Regions from separate parts of the Scylla paramamosain genome. Here region 1 is linked to region 2. Evidence: chromatin contacts called from public Hi-C data. All regions are on one chromosome and are shown on one strand. The core of a region is the stretch at or near the end of the contact, and the rest is flanking DNA. Distances in the headings are between cores, read along the strand shown. Region 1 overlaps LOC135103803 (transcriptional repressor p66-alpha-like). Region 2 overlaps LOC135103801.

Region 1 (2,976 bases), core at 362-2,861, 130 kb before region 2:
TAGTACAGAAACAATTAATAAATAAATGGCCAGCATGATGATGGTTGATTTGGATAATGTGATGAAAGCAGAGTTCAGCCAGGTGCACGTGGCCTCCAGGACCTGAGGAATTCAGCACGGGACACAGAACAGAACCAGTAGTGAGCCGATCTTTATTAACCACTATCTTATGAGGGAAAACTCAAATGACAACCATGCACACAGCCAGGGAGACACCATACATATCATAAAAACACTGATAATATTACCCTATTGTCTTTCTATGGATAAATATTACCTGTATAATTTTAAAAGACTATTATGTGTCACTAAACTAAATAGAAGCAATAAAAATAAAATAAAAATAAAATAAATCAATAAACAAGGGAACGAAAAACACTGGTGGATACGACACCAAGCATCACGACACGCGAGGGGAACACAGGCCAAGAAAAAGCAAAAGCACCAACACAACAGATCTTACCCATGGCTTCCTGTGCCCCTCATGCTAACCAGAGAGAGAGAGAGAGAGAGAGAGAGAGAGAGAGAGAGAGAGAGAGAGAGAGAGAGAGAGAGAGAGAGAGAGAGAGAGAGAGAGAGAGAGAGAGAGAGAGAGAGAGAGAGTTTTTAACAGCTCCCAAAGATTTAGTGCAGCAATAAATGCACCAATAGGAGTCATCTTGAACAGCCAAAGAGACGAGCCAGGAAGAAACTGGTGCTTTTCCATTTTCTATAATAGGACCTGACACATAGTTGTAATAGACACCAATAACCAAAGCAATTGTATAGAGGCTGGTAAGTTCCTCATATTCAAGGTTCACATCAAGCAACATAATGGAGGGAGAAAATAAATAAATAAATAAATAAATAAATAAATATATAAATATATAAATATATAAATAAATAAATAAATAAACAAAAATAAATAAAAGTCTGCGGGGAAAGGAAAGACATGGGTGGTGAGTGATGCCGATGAGAAAAACGAAACTGCTGTTGATGTTATGAAATTGACTCCTAGTAGTAAGGAATACATGTAAAGGGAATACTGGGACATGAGCAGTTTTGTCCTTCTTTCGGGTTGTCCCCACAGCTGAAAGAGGTGAGGCAATGGTGTCTGTGCTCTGCCGCAGCCAAAAGACCCAGCAGATGAGGGAGTGATGGCCTGCAGCCAACCCAAGAGCCCACAACAAATGAGGGGAGGTCTTACCTGACACTGAGATCCATGATGGCCCTGAATGCTTGGTGGTCCTCACACAATTATGCACAACAGACCTTTACTTCTTGATGAACATTTTCACTTCACAACATTTCAAGTCTTTTATGTCCTCTTTATCTTTTCTCCTTTTCCTTAATCAGGTAAAGCTTTATTTTTCAACTTTAGGTTTACTTCAGCATGATCAACAATTATTTCACTTGGAAAATTTTCACTTTTTTCCTGGTTTATCTTGCTGTAAGGGAATTACACATTTCATTACAAATATGATCAAATCCTACAAACATGCAATTGTCATCATTACATTTATATTTACTTCTCTTCCAATGGGCACCATTGGGGGCTGCTGGGCATGTACAGTATTATACAAAGGCAATCAGTAACGGCACAGGCACGTGATGTGTTTACCGTGGGGGTCTGCGCAGACCTAAGCTACTACCTGCCATGCTTCCTTTCATGAAACAGTGGAACTAACAACTATTCAACTATATTACAATGGAGGGCATTAGATGATTTGGTCTATAACAAAGGTATCTGTGGAACTTGTTTTACTTATTTATTTATTTTTATTTTTTTATGCCAGAGGAACATTGGAAAAAAAAGAGAGAGAGAGAGAGAGAGAGAGAGAGAGAGAGGAGAGAGAGAGAGAGAGAGAGGAGAGAGGAGAGAGAGAGAGAGAGAGAGAGAGAGAGAGAGAGAGAGAGAGAGAGAGAGAGAGAGAGGCCTACATGAGTGCCAGTCCCTAATGCTAAGTCAAAAACAATTATCATAAACATGTGGAAAAGTACAGTGGTGTTAGATGTGTGGGTGCTACAATGCTACGGCTACTGCTTGTAAATGTGCTGCAGTGATGGAGTGTTAGGAGGCAAGACCCAACTCTGGAGTGATGCACTTCACCACCACACAAGCCACTAGTTACATGTAACCAGACAGAATAAAGCCACTAAGCAGAATCTTGAGCTTTGACAGATGAAGCTTTACTCCCTATGCCACTCCTTCCCTTACAAACTGTGATGCAATTTAACATGTTGGCTGCATGAAGACATGAAAATTGAGACATTACTATCCAAAGCTTTAGAAAATGGACAATTAGTCCTGAAGTTATAGTTAAGTAACTAAAACTAGAAATATGCAGGCTGTAAAATAAACTGAATATGAAAATAAGAAACTATCCCATCTTTCCATTTTCTGAGTTTTGAAAAGTGCATTACAGTGACAAAAGCGGGAGGGGATCCCTACCTCAGAAACTTCATTCCAAGGAAACGCTAGAGATGATGAAGCATCTCCTTTCATCGTTTCGTCTTTTTTCCTCCCACCTTCAAGCATGCCATTTTGCAAGTGTAGGACAAGCATAATATGCATATGATGCCAGGAGTATAATAAATCAATCAATACACCTGTCTGACAAGCCCCAAAATGGAGGAAAACTCAGAAGGTATCACACACACACACACACACACACACACACACACACACACACACACACACACACACACACACACACACACAGCGGAGAACTAATTCTCACCTACCATATATTACTAGTATCCCCTAAATAGGTTACCTAATAATCAGTGACTTCTAGTATAATCACCTTGTTACTCTGCTGCTCCTTGCCCTGACATTATCTTAAATGCTGTTTATCTTCCAGCTACAAGAGTCAATGAAATGATAAGTGGCCAGCTAGACAAGAGAGCCTGATGTAACACAACGTACTTACATGGTTTCTTTCACTTGTGATTGGGGTATTTAAAAGAATATTTTGATGGATCCACTAAATTTCA
Region 2 (2,783 bases), core at 96-2,595:
GGTGTTGGTTCTCTCCCTCCCCACCACACCACCAGGCAGGCTGAGGGTGGTGGGTCGCCTGCAGCCTTCAGCCTCATCACTCTGGGGGTTTGTTATGATAGTGGGGGTCTTGGCTGGCACCTCAGTGTCAGGTGTAGGAGTGCTGTCAGTCTTTGCACTTCTGCTGCTGCTGTGTCTGTTCCTCCCACTGGTTGATTTCTTTGGTTCCAAGTTGAGCTTCAAAACACCTGATGGTGAGAAGGGATTTTTAATTTAATACAGGAGTCCAGTTCAGTACAAAAGGGATTAATTGTAAAAGATTGTTATATATGTTTTTTACTCATCATTAATATTTTAATTACGAAGGGCTCAGATGAAAAAAAAAAAAAAAAATGGCTAAGAAAAAAAATAAATAAAAAGGGCCACTTAAGGTGTATGGTGGTAAAACACAAGCTGTCTCTATTGCAACAATTAAGAGTACGTAAAATATCACAAAAATAATTTACTGCCAAATGGAGTGTTTTGCCAGTACATCAAAGGCAGACAATGCATGGAGTAAGATACCAGTGCGTTAGGGAACTGATATTCAATCTCTGAAAGATAATAGTGTAAAGGGATTGTAACACTGTGAAAAGAGCATGGAGAGGTGGAGAGGTTTGAGACAAGCCAACAAGTGAGGCCTTTCAAGGGAACTTCAAGGGAACAAGGAATTCTGAAAGGGTTCTTACTTTGAAATTCTTTACTTTTCATTTTTGGGAGACAAATAGTGGGCATTTTTCTCCTGAATTAATTTTTTATCCTAAGTCAGCTTCCCTTGTGCATGAAAACTATAATGATTAAATAAATAAAAACCAGACTCAAGACTGAAGTGGAACATAGTAACAACAGAAGTAGTCAGTAGAATGATGCACAATATACTTCAGTCACCCTTACAGTACAGAAAACCAGCACCAGTCAAAAAAACTTGAAGTTTTAGGGTACACTATGATTATGGCAGACTAAAGTTGAAAACTTCTTAATTACAATAAAAGCAGACATTAGCAAATGAATTAGTGTGTCCAACAGATCACAGATGAAAAATATAGCAGAATGGCACCCTGGGATGATAAAAGAAAGGCAAGTTATAATATTTTTCTGTTCTATCTTCCTGTAATGAAGAGAACATTCAAGTACTGGTGGTGTTATGAAAAATTACTTTGTTACAGTTTCCAGTCATCTAAACATTACACAGCATGGCATGTAAACAGGAAGCTATAATGAAATAAAATATTTAGGCAAAGAGGTCCCTGTACTCTTGGGCACTATGAAGATGTAATAGTCACATTTATCCATCTATGTAACAGGTCAGCAATTCCACACAGGGTGGCCCAGACAAAGCAACATTCTTCCCCCTGTTGGCTCCTGCTGGAATGGACAGTGTTGTGGACCACTCTACTACACTCCACTACACATCTACAGAAAATCAAATTCTACCTTAAAGTAATCAATATTCATCACCTACCATTGTGGCTTTCAAAACAATGCAAAACTAATAATTCTGAGAGGAAGTAGCAATATTATTCAACAAAAGTCTTCCCTCAGTAACTTACTGTCGCTTCTCATGAGAGACTTGAGTGAGGTGAGGAGTTCCCTGGCACGGGAAGCAAGGAAGTCTGTGGTGAGGGGCCGTGTTCTCTCGTGCCCTGGGGAGGCGGCTGCTGCTGCTGTGGGCTCGCTATGGTAGCTTGAGGCAGCAGTCGCTACACAATGGGTGCTGGCAGCCCGGCTCACCCTACACAGGCACAGCAGGTGAGAAAAGATGAACAGCATGCACTTGTTTTTTTTTATGGTCAAAAGTTAATTTTCATTGCCTTCAATTCTTAAGGGAGATGAAGGGATCCCTTAAAATGCAGTAACCCATCAACATTAAGATTTCAGTTAATTTTCCAAATGATGGCATAAGTGAAATGGCTGTAAATTATTATGATGCACATACTTTCCTTTTTCTCTACAACTGCAAAATAAATCAAGTAAAATAAATAAATAAATACAGACAGACAAAAATACAGTAATTACCCAATCATCCAATCCTAATTTAATCTGATCACCTTACTTACCCACAACACATAGTAACAAAATACAAACCAAAATAAATATAAATTTAAACATAGATCACAGAATCAATGACAAAACAAACATGTCAACAAACAACAAACACACAAAGAATAACAAATTACAGGTATCTTTAAGACTTACACCAGAAAAAGTATAAACCTAAACACCGATCTGAGAATTAATGGCACAACAACCACATCTACAAACAAAACATTAAGAATAACAGCTCACATGTATCTTGAAGACTTACTTTTTGTGCTGATGGTTATGAGTCGGCAGTGCCCACACACTGCCTGCCTTCTTCATGGCCTCTGCATTCCTCCTGTGTGCTGGTGTGGAGTGGGAGGCAGGTGCATCCACTGGCGGTGTGCTGGGCCGACCCAACCTGTAGGGAGGGTCATCCTCGGCCTCGGCAGGGACGCTTGAGGAGGTCTTAGTGGTGGTGGTGCTGGCAGAGGAGTTGATGGAGCACGTGGGGCTGATGGTGGGACTGTGGCTAGGGTACAGGTGGCTAGCATTGTTCAGGGTGGAGTTTACAGTATGAAGGAAGTCCACAAGCTGCCTGGTGGCTGCCTCATATGTGTGGCGGCTCTGCTCAGCCTGAAGTGATGATGCAAGGAAATGAGGAGATTGCAAAAGGTCAGTTGATCCACACAAGGCAGCTGCTTTGTGTGTGTGTGTGTGTGTGTGTGTGTGTGTGTGTGTGTGTG

What was found. Hi-C and Micro-C count contacts between places; a contact is called where the count stands out from the background.
Region 1: a Hi-C map of muscle shows a contact between it and region 2, with 4 times the contacts expected there. The contact joins two enhancer-like sites. A contact is called at or near these places in 2 of 2 Hi-C or Micro-C datasets (muscle and testis).

The regions. Positions count from the first base shown.
Region 1 is chr9:26,951,301-26,954,276 of ASM3559412v1, reverse strand. It overlaps LOC135103803 (transcriptional repressor p66-alpha-like), which reads right to left. Exons shown (of 11, transcript XM_064010600.1): 2 at 1,187-1,427. The coding sequence starts at 1,203. Among protein-coding and RNA genes, the nearest start is that of LOC135103803, 6.6 kb to the right of the region's middle. Within about 2 kb of position 1,611, the one cell type or tissue checked has an H3K27ac peak away from gene starts, as active enhancers do.
Region 2 is chr9:26,817,678-26,820,460 of ASM3559412v1, reverse strand. It overlaps LOC135103801, which reads right to left. Exons shown (of 14, transcript XM_064010571.1): 11 at 2,324-2,673; 12 at 1,569-1,750; 13 at 1-227. Among protein-coding and RNA genes, the nearest start is that of LOC135103802, 29 kb to the right of the region's middle. Within about 2 kb of position 1,345, the one cell type or tissue checked has an H3K27ac peak away from gene starts, as active enhancers do.